2 separate regions of the Canis lupus genome follow, and region 2 is linked to region 1. Evidence: chromatin contacts called from public Hi-C data. All regions are on one chromosome and are shown on one strand. The core of a region is the stretch at or near the end of the contact, and the rest is flanking DNA. Distances in the headings are between cores, read along the strand shown. Region 1 has its middle 210 kb from the start of MEIS2. Region 2 holds the start of MEIS2 (homeobox protein Meis2).

Region 1 (3,918 bases), core at 874-3,373:
CTGAGAGGAAAAAGACCACGAGAATCAACCGGTCTCCTGCATCTACTCCGAAGCCAAGAAGCATCACAATAAAATTTATAACGCCTTTAACAACTCGCAAGTAAAGCATTAAAATTCTCTTTAATTGAGAAAATATTGATTTTTTGAAGTCTAGAAAAGGCGAAATCGTAATTTAGCTGCAAACTTTCAGGCGAGAATACGGCGTATTATGTCGCCGTATTATAGATCCAGCCTTTGTACCCAGGCAACATCACATCTTTAATTGCGCTACTTTATGAAGTGATAAAGACAAAAGAAAACCAGACTTAAATAAAGGCTAAACAACAACAACAAAAAAAAAAAAAAAAAAAGAAAAGAAAAAGAAAAAAAGGAAGAAGAAGAAGAAGAAGAGAGAGAGAGGACCTAGGGTAATTTCCTTTTCCAGTTATTTATAATTCTTTTTTTTTTTGAAGTAGAAAAAAATGTCTAAAGGGGAGGAAAGAAATAAAAAGAACGGAAAACCACAGGCCAATCTAAAAGCAACTCACATTAGCAAATCCGTTGATATTCTCTACCAAAGGGGGAATGAAGCCAAAGCATTTTGAGAAAATGCATTCACGGGCAAAAAATTGCATCCTCCTTTAAACGAAACAAACCTGGGTCTATTTTCTTACTTTACTCCCAGTCCTTTTGGGGGGGAGGAGGGGCAGCATCTATTGGTGGATAGTAAAGGGAAAGAAAATCAGGCTTTCTATGTTATTTCTGTATCGGTTTTTGGTATTATAGAGGAGTAAAGAAGTTTTTGTGTGGTGGTTTTTCATTGATCAGTCACTCTGAGCTAATGTAATTATCCTCATCAATAGGAGGCTGCAGAGAGAATCATTATGTGGGTGACATTGATAAATGATCGCCCAGGAACGGCCCTCTCGCGGGCAACCCCCACATCTGACCCTCCCACACACACAATGTAGTCATAGAAACACCTAGAGAACCCCGAGCGCCGCCGCCGAGGGGCAGGGGAGGGAAGAAAAGCCTCGGGGGCCGAGGCGGGGGTGGGGGCGACTGGGGGCGGCCAGTCCCAGCTCCAAACCGGTTCCAGCGACACAAAAACGGCGCATCGCGCGGGCAGAGCGAGGAGGGCGTTGCGGGTGGGAGACCCCCCTTCCCGGCGGCAGAGCCTCCCACGGTGGCTCACAACAAAGTGCAAAGCCGCCCTCCAGACGGACCCATTCCTCCACACCTTTTCCCATGTGCGCCCTCACCACCAACACCATCTGATGTTTGCCGAGACGCACACCCGCTAGGTTTCTCCAAAGGAGTTAAATAATTAGGTCACAAAACCTGTGGGCATCTCATTCTCACGCGGGGGTCCCCCTCTCAAGAAATACCAACAGAACAACCCAAACACCAACCCAAACCCCTCTGAACAAAGGCAGCAGCTGGGTGACACCCCCTCCTTAGCACCCCCCCCCCCCCGCCAGTTATTTACCGGGCGACCCCTTCCTTTCTCCACACTTCCCAACTCGGTGCCTCTGATTATGAGATAAAGGATTTTGCGATTGTTCCTACCTATGGGGGGAAAAAAATCCTCACCGAACCCCCACGTTTTCATCTTTTGGCTGTTTTATTTAAGCCAATGGGAAAGTATTGAGAGCAGTAATTGATTCATAATGATCTATAAATCGATGCCGGGATGGGGTGGGGGGTGGGGTGGAGGTGTATGAGGAGGCAGGGGGGGGGCCGATGCTGTTTATTTATTTTATTTCTAAAGCTTCAACTGAAGTAGCTTTGACACTGTTGGGGCTGGAGGGGAGGAGCTGTTGGGCTCGCTGGATCATCCATCATCGCTGTCACCCCGAGTCTGCCCCGAGGAGCCGCAGACGCAATCTCCCTTCTGTCTCTACACCGAAACTATTAATATTAAAACCTCCCTTCAAACACTGCCCCGACGGTCTCCGTTCTCATCACCGTCTGACCGGCCGCCCCCATCAGACCTGCGTCCCCCCTCCCGGCGCTCGGCGGCCTCCTCCCGGCCCGGCCCACGGAGGCGACTCGACGACCGACCGGGCGACCCCCGAGCTGACCACCGCGGCTGTAGGGGCCCCTCCCACCACCCCGGCAGCCTGAAGCCCGGTGGCCCACCTCCAACACCCTGCAAAGGGGCGGCGGGCAGAGGCAGGGGAGCCCGCGCACGCCCCGCCGCCCCCCCTGCGAAGCCAGGCCCCTGGGCGCATCCAGACCCCAGCCCCTTCAACACGGTGGCATGTTGCAGCAGAGGTCCCGGCTCCTTATCAAATTGCTGGCCTGCAAGACTAATGGGGAACTTGTGGGGCTCTCAGGCCAGCCCCTTTGAAGGAAGGGCCCTGTGACAGCTGCTGGAGATATTAGCCACATTTCCCCTCCCAAACCCGCTCCGGGTTAACAGGCCCTCGGGGGCGGGAGGGGGAGGAGGCCACGGGGGTCCCGACCGACTCTTCTGGGCCAGCCTTAACTGGGGCGAGCTGCGGAGGTTGCGGGGCGCGGACCTGGGAAGTGCTGACCTGGGCGGTGGGAGGGAGAAGGGGTGGATGGAAGACACAGACTTTCCTGGTCTTTTCTTCTGCCGTTTAAATGTGGCTTCTTGCTCGATTCCCAACCCTTAACAGATGGCGACTGCAGTTCTCTCAGAATTTCTTAAAGAAAGGGAAACCTTTGGAATTTATTTCTGCTTTTGCTTTTCCATATAAATAAAAAGTGTTTTTATGTTACTCTTGTTTTGGAGAACATAAGCAATTTTATTCAGACTACAGTATTTCCTTTAACACTATATGGTTGTCAAAACACCATTCCCAGTTTCTTTGCTTTTGACAGCTGAGTCTTTCTTAAATATACCCAAATCGGAACTCTTTATACTAAATAGTAAACCCGAGATAGGAGCAAATGCCTTCTGAGGTGGTATAAAAAAAGCATTATAAAAATTGGACAACTCTACTACCTCTTGGTCTTACCATATGGGGGGGGCAAGAAAATGCAAACAGATTTTATTACAATTATTATTCATCTCCAAATATTTAAGAAGGTTAAAGGTTTACATGATTTGTTGAAGGAGCTGTGCGTGAGATGATTTTAGTCATTAAAACCAAGGATAGAGAGGTTTGGGGTCTCCACTTAAATGAAATTATTATGAAGCGATTTCATCAAAAGCTTCCTAAACACAAGTAAACTCTGCAGCATGTACTTTACGGAGAGGAAAGGAAGAAAAACTTTTCCAAACATTTTCCCCCGAGTGGATGTGAGTTAATTTGTAAATGGAGAACTTTACCTAAAAGCATTTAAAGTAAAAATATACAAATATTTAAATTTTGCAAAAAGACTCCATGTGCACTGGGATAACAAAGGTGAGTGAGAGGGAAGCTCTTTTCCAAGAGGCACAGAATTTCTCCGTTAACAATCAGTTTGTGTCAGAAGCGGTAATTCTACGTTGAAAGAGCATCATATCCATTAAGGTGATAAATGTGTTTATATATATAAAAAAATCTACCTAACTAAAAATAATACAAAACAATAGAAGTTTATTTCCTTGTTTCTTTATATTACAACTCCTATTAATGTTTTCTGCAATGGGAAGATGGCAGCACTCCAAGTAAGACACAAACTTGGACTTCTGAGCTAGTGAACTATTTCCCTATCAAGCTGACATCACCGAGCTAGTTTTATATTATCTCTTCTACACACAGGATTCAAAATGTAGGTGTTCCCAAATTCCAGGATAGTATCTTTATTTTAAAAATTGAGGGGGCATGCAAATACCTAACACTTTTTTTCACTTTGCACACTTTATCAGGCAGTGTTTGTGCAGTACCAGCAAGCCAATAACACAGATTTCTAGGAATGTTGTGTGATTCTTTGAAAACGGCATTACATTGCCTGTTCTGCTGCTGTTTCAGAAAAAAAATTTAC
Region 2 (4,428 bases), core at 398-2,897, 210 kb after region 1:
CGGGGCGTGCGCGCCGTAGTGCTGCGTGGCGTGGAGCGGCGGCCCGTGGTTCAGGTGGTGAACCGGGGGGATCGGCCGCGGCGCGTGAGGGTCTCCGTACATGGAAGCAGGCACCCCTACTCCGTCCATCCCGCCGTAATGGGGCAGCTCATCGTACTGTCGCGCCCGGCCAGGGGAGGGGGCGCGGGAGGTGAGGGAGAGCCGAGCGGGAACAGAAAGAGAAGCCGGGAGAAGGAAGCCGGAGAGAAGTGGGAGAGGAATGGGGAGGGGGTGGGAAGGGAAAGGGGAAGGGAAGAGGGGGCAGGCAGGCAGGAGAGAGGGAGGGAGGGAGGGAGGGAGGGAGAAATAAAAACAAAGTCAGAAAGGAGAAAAGTATCGAGCACGAGTTGAACACACAGAAACCAAACCAGCCGAAACAACGAGTTGAAAGTTGCGGGGCGGGGGGGCGGGGGATGTTCTTAAATTTTAAAATGAAAAAGTCTGAACCGAGAGCAGCGTTTAGAGGAGGGAGAGGGGAGCGGCGAGGCCAGGGGCGGAGGGGGCGCCGGGAGGTCCCGCTCGGGCCGGAGGCAGCAGAACCGGAGCGAGCCAACCGAGGGAGAAGTGGAGTTAGCGGAGGAGGAAGCCCCGGATCCCACCCCCAACCCCCCTTCGCCTCCTCCCGAGGATCCAATAAATCAAAAGGCGAAATGAAACAAAATAAAGAGGAGAAAAACGCTAATAATCAGGCGGAGAACGCCGAGGACGAGGGAAGGCTGGGGCCAGTGCCTCCCCGGGGGCAGGGAGCGGAGGGGAGGGGGGAATAACGTGAAAGTTACCAGAAACATTATTTAGCAGCGGATTCCCTGCGTCCTTGTCAATTTCAGAGACAAAACAAGCAGCCCAGGCTAGTCTAGGCGGCGGCGCAGCGGCTGCGGCAGCGCGGCCCCAGCGGCGGCCCCGGCGGCGGCGGCGGCTCCTACGCAGCCCGTGCCCGCCCCGAGCCGCGGGAGCAGCGGCGGCAGCGGCGCAGCAGCGGCAGCGGCGGCAGCAGGAGAACCGGGGGAATCGCGCTGCTGGGGTAAAAGCTGGAGCGAGGCGAAAGCGTGTAACAATTGCACACGCACACACACACCACTCACACGCACTCGCCGCCCGCCCGCTCGCACAGCGCTGGAACACGCGCGCCCAGACACGCACACACGCACGCACACACACACTCGCACACACGCAGAGGCACGGGGGGGAAAAGCCGATGAATAATTTTGCTGCTATTTTCTTAAATACTGGCCGCCATCATCAAGCAGCGAGCAGCAGCAGCGTTGAAGGGAGAGGAGGCATCGGGACAGGCCCCTCTTAGGAGAGGATTTATATCTAGGTAAGTGTTGGAGATTTAAACCTACCCTTTGCGCCATCAGTCTGCGCTCCAATAAACTCCTGGATGTGTCGTATATTTAATATCCCAGTCCGGATAAGAAAGTGATCTAGGCTGAAGATTCCTTTTTTTTTTTTTTCCAAACCAAAAAGACTTCTCCCAATTCTCCAATATGTTATTTTTTAGGGGGAGAAAAAAAGCCCAGGCAAGACAACGAAGAGTTTTTTTTTTTTCTGTGATATTTCTTCTTTTTCTCTTTTTTCCTCTTCTTCCTCCTCCTCCTGATCTTCCTCCTCCTCCTCCTCCACCTCCTCCTCCTCCCCCCTCCCCTCCTCCTCCTTTTCGGTCCTCCTTTCCCCCTCTTTCTCTTCTCTTCCCCTCAGTTGAAAAAAAAAAAAAAAAGAAAGAAAAGAAAAAGAAGAAAAAGAAGAAAAAAAAAATTGTCAAGCCCCCGAACTGAAGGTTACGAGCGGCCCGTCAGCAGCCCACATGTAACCGAACTGTCGTGTTTCATGGCTTTTTGCCACTCCAGCTGTCAATCAAAGCCCGGAATGTCAAGGTAGTGAATGAATGATGGTTGATGATGATGAAGAGGAGGAATCTTTCAGACCCGTTTTTTTTCTTCCAGTAAAACTCCGCGAGGGGTTTCTGCTTCTTGAATTTTTTCCTCCCCCCTCCCCCCCTCCTTTAGCTCGGCCCCCGCGGTATCTCTAATGTGATCCTCTCTCTTTAAAGTATCGTTCAAAGAAAGCAGAGGGGAAAAATCAAGAAAAAAAACGAATAGTTTGCAAAAACTGGACTTCCTCCCCCCCTTTCCTGGTAGGTATTTTGTCTCTCCCTCTCTCTCTTTCTCGCTCGCTCGCTCTCACTCGCGCTCGCTCTCTCGCGCTCGCTCTCTCGCGCTCTCTTTCTCTCTGGGAGATGAGTGAGTGTCAGTAGGTGTTGGCAGGTTGGCTGCTGCCTGGCTTATAGAAGAGCCTCAGTTTGGCGGCGCGGGTCGGCGGCGGGAGAACGAAATGACGGAACCCGGAAGTCGTGGTGGCCATAGCCCGTCGTGCGGCGGAGACACATCCCGGGAGTGGGGAGCGGGAGCGGGAGCGGGAGCGAGGAGGAGCGCGCCGCGCCGAGCCTCTGATGTGCAGCGAGTGCGATCGGACGGCCCCGGCCGGGGGGCGGGGGGAGGGGAGGCAGGAGCCCGGCGGACCCGAGCAAATCAGCGAGCCTGCTCCTCCGCGGGGACGGCCGGGGGGGGGGGGGGGGGGGGGGGGGGAGCCGGAGGGAGAGGAGCGCGCGCGCGCGCGTGTGTGTGTGTGTGTGCGCGCGCGTGAACGGGAGCGCGCGCATGCGGGCGTGCGCGCGCGAGCCAGGAAAGAGGGAGAGAATGAAGAGGCCAGGGAGAGCGCAGAGAGGAAAACTGCAGAAAACCACAGGGAAAGTACGGTACCGCCTCAGATCTTATATATATATATATATAATTTTTTTTTCAAACTTCCTTCTAGTTCATTTTCCCATCACACCGGGCTCAAGCCTAATGGGGTCGCGTCGGGGACGTTTGGCATGGCGCTCTTGCTTTTGTTCCTTTTAATTTCGCGGGCCCCCACTCCTCTGCCAGGCGATTCCGGCGTCCCTGAAGGCTTTCTGCTCACATCCAGGGGCAGCAGGCTCTGCACACCGTCTCACTCCGGAGCTAGAGGGTTTTTGGTTTTGGTGGTTTCTTTCTTTTTCTTTTCTTTTCTTTTTTTTTTTTTTTTTAGTGGTACTTTCTTCCCTGTGCACGTCCAGCACCCTTGTTGTCAACATTTATTTTTTCCAGGACGAGAAGAGCTAAGCTTAAATCAGAGAGCGCTCTCTCCCAGCGGTGTGGACGAGGGCCACCCTGGAGACTCTCTGGGGGCCGCGGTGGAATTGGGAGGGAGGAAGTGGGGAGGAGTCGTGTGGATGTTTGATGTTGTCTGCAGTCGCCGGGAGGAGTGTGTGTGTGTGTGTGTGTGTGTGTGTGCGCGCGCGCGCGCCACTACTGTGCGCCTCCGAAGTAGAGCTCCCTTAGAGCTTAGAAGCACGGGAGAGGGAGGGAGGGAGAGGGATAAGACGCCTTGCAAGGAGGAGAACTGACCCGTACTCCCTGCCCAGCTTTGCTGTCGCCCGGGGTGCAGGGGCCGGAGCGCCGTAACTGCAGCTAATGGTTGTGTTAATGGTCCTGGGCGATTCAGCCGCTTGGGGAAGACTCCGAAGGAACTTTTCCAAAAAGGGAAAGGAGGAGAGTGAGGGAGGAGGAAGGTAAATATCCCACAGGGGTTGCGAAGAAAGTAGTTCTGGCCGGCGTCTCCCCCAATCCCTGGCTGGAGCTGCACCCAGCCTCACCTCGACGCCGAGGGTTTCCCGGTGGCCTTGCGTCAATCACTCGGAGCCTCGAGCTGGGGGCGGAGTCACGGTCCCCGGGCGCGCGCGGCGCAGCTGCCCCCGCCGCCCCCCGGCTCCAGCCCGCCCCGCGGTCCGGCGCGGCGAGCTCCCGGCGCACCCTCTGCCCAGCTCCCGGCTCTGGCCCGGCGCACGGGCCCTGGCCCAGAGGATCGAAAACAGACTGTTCCTCAACAGCAGATTCCCTCTCCAACTTTGAATTCATTCTGCAGAGTAGAAAGTAGGGTATTCTCCGCGCGCTACTTTGACCCGACTTCCCGGGGGAAAGGAAGCACAGGGAAAATAAAGTTGTGTGTGTGTGTGTGTGTGTGTGTGTGTGTGTGTGTGTGTGAGAGAGAGAGAGAGAGAGAGAGAGAGAGAGACGCCCAGATGAGCTTGGGGAGGGGGTGCGTGGCTTTCCATCTTCTCTGCCTCACGGTAAGCGTTCAGGCAACACTCAACTGAGCTTAGACATCAGCCTGCTGAGACTCCAAGCTAAGTCGGAAAAATTTGGCCCCGTTTTAATAGGGCTGGGGAATGAGCTCCGGAGGTCAATAAAGCCCTCCAAAAATAATGAATGATTGAGCACCTGTGATGATGATAGTGATTACCAGAGCAATTAAACAGTTTGATTAAATGAGCCATCATAACAATGATGTCTGCGGGAAGTCGGCCCT

Evidence for each region. A called contact is a pair of places that touch in the nucleus more often than the background predicts.
Region 2: a Hi-C map of amygdala shows a contact between it and region 1, with 10 times the contacts expected there. The contact joins the promoter of MEIS2 here to the enhancer-like site in region 1. A contact is called at or near these places in 2 of 9 Hi-C or Micro-C datasets (amygdala and skin fibroblasts).

The regions. Positions count from the first base shown.
Region 1 is chr30:4,699,223-4,703,140 of UU_Cfam_GSD_1.0, forward strand. No RefSeq gene overlaps it. Among named protein-coding and RNA genes, the nearest start is that of MEIS2, 210 kb to the right of the region's middle. Within about 2 kb of position 2,124, at least 4 of the 20 cell types and tissues checked have an H3K27ac peak or open chromatin away from gene starts, as enhancers often do.
Region 2 is chr30:4,907,058-4,911,485 of UU_Cfam_GSD_1.0, forward strand. MEIS2 (homeobox protein Meis2) reads right to left here and starts at 1,648. Exons shown (of 12, transcript XM_038579994.1): 1 at 1,383-1,648; 2 at 1-156. The coding sequence starts at 1,394. LOC102154791 (a long non-coding RNA gene) reads left to right here and starts at 975. Exons shown (of 3, transcript XR_005381443.1): 1 at 975-1,357.